Regions from separate parts of the Neogale vison genome. Here region 2 is linked to region 1. A link is a contact called in public Hi-C data. All regions are on one chromosome and are shown on one strand. Each heading gives the region's core, a stretch centred on a gene start, on an enhancer-like site or on the middle of the called end of the contact. The rest is flanking DNA. Distances are from core to core; before and after follow the strand shown.

Evidence for each region. Hi-C and Micro-C count contacts between places; a contact is called where the count stands out from the background.
Region 2: a contact with region 1 is called in a Hi-C map of fibroblasts, with 4 times the contacts expected there. The contact joins two enhancer-like sites. A contact is called at or near these places in 2 of 3 Hi-C or Micro-C datasets (fibroblasts and muscle).

The regions. Positions count from the first base shown.
Region 1 is chr4:10,882,740-10,885,544 of ASM_NN_V1, reverse strand. No RefSeq gene overlaps it. Among named protein-coding and RNA genes, the nearest start is that of ADCY8, 290 kb to the right of the region's middle. Within about 2 kb of position 1,259, the one cell type or tissue checked has open chromatin away from gene starts, as enhancers often do. A contact at or near this core is called in fibroblasts, where this site is marked.
Region 2 is chr4:11,241,006-11,243,705 of ASM_NN_V1, reverse strand. The region is part of intron 2 of LOC122904295 (arf-GAP with SH3 domain, ANK repeat and PH domain-containing protein 1); the gene reads right to left. Among named protein-coding and RNA genes, the nearest start is that of GSDMC, 390 kb to the left of the region's middle. Within about 2 kb of position 1,410, the one cell type or tissue checked has open chromatin away from gene starts, as enhancers often do. A contact at or near this core is called in fibroblasts, where this site is marked.

The DNA.
Region 1 (2,805 bases), core at 10-2,509:
CATCTGATAGAGGAGGAATTTGAAGCTCAGGGAGTTTAGGAGCCTCGACCGAGATCCCATGGCTTCAACCTAGAACCAACGCGGGTACCCGAGCTTTGCCTGCCCTACCACTCTGTCTCTTTGGTGTTAAACTCTGCTGGTATAAAACAAAGAGTGGATAGTTTCCATCCCCGTGGGTCTTTCTCCTGTGTTGGGACATGAGGCAAAGCCCCTGTTTCCCCACACTGCCTGTTCTATCTTTTCCCTTTGCAGAGACTCAGGGATGGCTGGGGAGCTTCTCACCCCTACTCCCCAAACCTTCCATCCTCCAGGCTCCCTTTCTCCTCAATCTTGGCCCTGACACCTGTTCACCAAGCGGCCCTGGAGTAAGTCACTTTTCCTCAGACTCATTCACTTCATCCATCACTGGGGACCCTGATGTCTACCTGACAGATTAGCAGGGGGAGGCAGGTTTTCTTTTTCAAAGATGGCAACACCACCAGTATCTCTCTCCCACATGCTCTTTCTATGCTGTGGATGTGACATGCCTCCACTGGGGTGTGGAGGGCGGTGGGGCAGATGTCTATGTCTCTTGTCCTTGAACCTTGCTGGATCTTTAGGACTGCCTTGACCAACAGACTCTGGCAGAACTGACCCCTCATGACATTTGAGGTTGGGTCATAAAAAGCAAAATGGCTTCTACCCGGCACACTCTCTTGAGAGCCCTGAGGCGACTTCAGGAAGTCCTAGAGGGCGTGTTAGATAGACATGGAGAGACACCCCACAGTTACTCCGTTCCTAGCTGCTGGAATCTTCCCGGCCCAGGAGCCAAGTGAGCGAAGGAGCCTTCAGATGATTCCAGCCCCCAGCAGACGCTCAGCGGAGCAGAGACAAGTGTCCCATGGAACCCTGCTCTGTCCTACAAGTTCCACAGCACATCAATGTCCTTGTCTGAGGCCACTTCGTTTAGGGGTGGGTGGTGATGCAGCCGTGATCCTGGCGCAGGGTGAGAGCATTAATGGACAGGAGGCATGGGCAGGGCTTGGCTCTGGGCTGAGAAGAGCCAGGTTTACCTGAGGTCACCATGGTGAGTCCGATGGAATCATCTTGACACCATGAGACTTGGGTTTCTGGTTTTCAGAAATTGGTGTCAGAGTCTTTCAAGTTAGTCAACTCCTCTGGAGGTAGGGTTTAGCCAATTTCAAGAGCTACCAGCCCACAGGAATGTAAAACTCAGTTCAAAACACACCATAAACTGACTCATTTTCACGAGACTATTTAAAAAAAAAATAGTTGAGTATATGCTGAATTTTCTTAGGGCTTCCAAAAACAATAGGAAAGTCTTTCAAATGGAGCTGTGTGTGTGCAGATCTGTCTAGAATCCCAGCCCTTCCCTAACCTTGTTAGCCTGAAGAAAATTCTTTTGTTTCACTGAACCTGGATGCAAAGAAAATTGCTGGGCCAGAGAAACAGGCTTTGGTGACAGGATCAGAAAAGCGGTATCAGGCAGAGATTACTAAGTAAACTGGGGCACTCTTCCCTTCTGGGTCTTGATTGTGTACAAAGTACACCTGACTTCAGATTTGATAGATCCTAGGTGGCTCGGAGGGACAGGAAATGTAAGTAAAGAAGCTGAATGTCTGGCGGTGTTTGATTGCCAAGGAGTTGTCAGAACTGGGAGAACTTTCAGCGACCCTCTAGGTAAAAGCCTTTGAGGGTTACTGGCGAGGAGCTGGGAGCACAGGGAGGGGCTGTGATTTGCAGAGCTCGTCACACAGCTGGCCTGGCAACTGAGGAAGCCCCCTTTTTTTTTCTGAGACATCTGGGAGCCTGCTCGTTATCATTACCCGCTTTTAAACTTGCCTTTCAAAGTGTTAAAATCCCCAAAGGAAGCTGTGAGCAGGGAACAATTCAAAGGGGACTCAGGTAGAGAGACAATGCAGAGATAAGGTTTGCCTGCTGTTTGCCAAGGTCTAACACCCTTCTGTAGTCTGTGGGGCTTGAGTTATAAAGGCTGGACTTCCAACAGAGGAGGAGGTGGGGAGAGGGTAGTGTGTGGGGAGGGAGGATGAGGGAAAGGGAGACAGGATGATCATATGTGTATTTGACCTACGTTCAAGCTGAAAACGGAAAGACGAGATGTTTGCCAAGCAAGAGAATAGAGCGGAGGAAGCTTTTGGCACTACTGTTGCTCCGAGGGCAAAGAAAGTGAGTGAGCTGGTGTGATGAGACCTGAGGGAAGGGTGTCCCTGGCAGAGGGAACCTCAAGGACGACAGCCTTGAGGCTGGAACCGACGTTGAGCATTTGAGAGCAGCAAGAGGGCAGCATGGGGGAGCCCGAGGAGCAATGACATCCCAGGTCATCCCAGGTTGGAGAGAGGCACCAGTTGGGGTCCTGGGGAGCCTGCTGTAGACCCTGGAAGGATTTGGGCACTGGCGCTGAGTCAGGCAGGAAGCCCGCAGAGGGCTTGGTGCGGGGAATTGTTGGACAGAGGGCTTTTGAAGGCTGGGACTTTGTCTTCCTGTATTCTCACACAGTGGATGGGGGTGGGTGTGCACTCCAAGAAGTGAGACACAGCCCTGACCCCTCATAGATGAGGCTCAGAAGAAAGGAGGGCCAGGACGGTGGGTCCACATCGAGCCCTTCTCTGTTCGCACGGCAGCGTTTCTGTGCCTGACCTCGTTCCCTCCTCACTGTGCTCCGGTGACGAAGCAGTGAAGCACCCACCACCTCTATTTTAAGACAGGACATGGAAGCTAACAGAGGTTGACTTTTGTGCCTAAGGTCACTGCTGATTATGGGAAAGCATGGATGGGAGCCCCAAG
Region 2 (2,700 bases), core at 161-2,660, 360 kb before region 1:
TATGCAAGACGCTGTGCAAAGCACTTTAGATGGAGGAGCAGATCAAATCCTTCCACTAACCGAACGTGATGGGAATGATTAGATCAGAACATCAATGCTACAGATGAGAAGGGCTGAGTGTCTTGCCCAAAGCCGCCCTGCAGATCAGGCGGAGCTGAAATCAAACCTAGTCTACCTCTACACCGGGCCCTTAACCATTCTGTTATCTAGGCAGAAGCACCTTTAGCTTGATAAAAATCTAATTTGACATTAGTAAAAGAATTGCATATTGAAGGAACTCCTTTACCCCATCCTTACAGAAACAGTGAGCTTGGTGGGAGGTGGGAGCAGGGGCCAGTCCTGTTACACCCTTCGGGTAGGATACACTTCCTTACAAGGGCAGTGAACTCAGTCGAATTTTCTCCTTGCAGAGAACCACCTCTAAGGCATCTGTTAACGGAGAGGCCCTCTCTGTAGAGAGACCCGGGAAGCCACTAGCTGGGAGTCTGCTGGAGCAGCTGTGAGATCTGCCCCCAAACCATGGCCCGTCTACGTATTAGTGTGGCTCCACAACACTTGGACACAGCAGTACGGTAGCTCAAGTTCCAAAAGATGGCGCTCCATCCCCTGTGCCCAAGAACCTCGCGTCTGGGAAAGCATCCCAGGGAGATCACTTAATAGGGGACAAGTGGCTAATGACTCAAAGAAGTGGATTACCTACATTCATGGTGTCAGCCAAAATGCCGGCAATCTCTGGAGACTGATAATATGGAAATGGCTTTAGTAATTTAAGAAACTTCTATGTGATGATGTTATTACATGGTCCTTAAAATAACAAACACAAAAACTATAGAGCAATATTTGTGCTGGTCGATCCAGTGAAAAAGAAAAATCTGAAGTGGCAAATGTATAAAAAAATGTATGTGAGCAACAAAGACTGAAAAGTAGTTTGGTTACAGCAGTGGGATCACGGGTGATCTTTACAAATATTTTTAAAAAATTATTATTGTTGCATGGTGTACTAAATTTGGGAGAAGAGGGAAGCATTCAGGCTTCTTGACAATTCTGCAGTTTAAGAATCATTTGCAGTGTCCACAAAATTCTACTAGTTTGTTAAACCCAATGCTTTCTCCCAAAGCATTCCCCCAATAATTTTGCCAATGTTAGCGGACATTATGCAGGACAAGAGCAATATCGAGTTACTTAGCATGATTCAAGAAACCTGAGGGAGGAGAAGGGGGGAGGAAGAGAAGGAACAGTCAAAGGCACTTAAACCGCTAACAAAAAAAGTACTGTGGCTTGTACATAAAACCATTATTGGCCTCCATGAGGCATTATCAGTCCAATAATACATTTCTGTTTTAGACTTTTAAAAAAGTGTACTTGAAACCAGCACAGGCCTTGAATTTCAAACACAGAGAACTAAAAGAATGCCGAAGAGGGAGAATTAAGGTCAACTGAAATTGGCCTTTTGTCTGGGATGCATTCTTCAGACTTAGGAAAAAGGCAGTGCTTGGTGTAGCGGTAGATGAATTTGGAAGTAAAATCCACGGTTTTCAGATTATCGGCACAGCCAGAGACAGAATGCAAGTGCAGATTTCTCTGACAGTTTTCAAATAAAATAGCCACTGTGTGACCTTGACTGTACCTCTGGCTGCAAGGAAGTGGACAAAAAACTGCCAACAGGATGTCCTGGGAATACAGGCAGCGACCGCTCAAATGGCTGTTTACATATGCTTGGAGGGACAGCAGCAGGAGAGAAACAAGGCTGGTAAAAACATGTGTGTCCAACGCAAAACTGCTGCTCAGGTAAAGCACACCATCTATGGAAGCTCCCTCTGAGTTTCACCTAGACGTGGTGATCAACTCAGCCTTGAGGGGTGCTGGTAACTGTTTGGAGCTGCCTCTCTCTTTGGGCACTGGAGGTATCTGCTTCCTAACTACACACAGGCCTCCACCTGGATGAGGTGGAAGCCCCAGGGTCACTATCAGCTGAGTCCCTGTCTAGGGTGAGTAGGGCTGCTGGTGAGAAGAGCAGGCCTCTGAGCATGATTTGATCCCAAAACCAAAGACCCCATCAAAAAGGAGAATTACAGACTCATATCCCTGATGAACACGGATGCAAAAATTTTCACCAAAATACTAGCCAATGGGATCCAACAGTACATTAAAAGGATTATTCACCATGACAAAGTGGAATTTATTCCTGGGCTGCAAGGTTGGTTCAACATCCACAAATCAATCAATGTGATACATTAATTAAAAAAAAAAGAGCAAGAACCATATGATACTCTCAGTAGATTCTGAAAAAGCATTTGACAAAGTACAGTATCTTTTCTTGATCAAAACTCTTCACAGTGTAGGGATGGAGGGTACATACCTCAACAGCATCAAAGTCATCTATGAAAAACCCACAGCGAATATCATTTTCAATGGGGAAAAACTGAGAGCTTCTCCCCTAAGGTCAGGAACACAGCAGGGATGTACACATAGTACTTGAAGTCCTGGCCTTAATCAGACAACAAAAAGAAATAAAAGGTATCTGAATCAGCAAAGAAGTAGTCAAACTCTCACTCTCTGCAGATGATATGATACCTTATGTGAAAAACCCGAAAGACTCCACTCCAAAACTGCTAGAACTCATACAGGAATTCAGTAACGTGTCAGGATATAAAATCAATGCACAGAAATCAGTTGCCTCTCTATACACCAACAAGATAG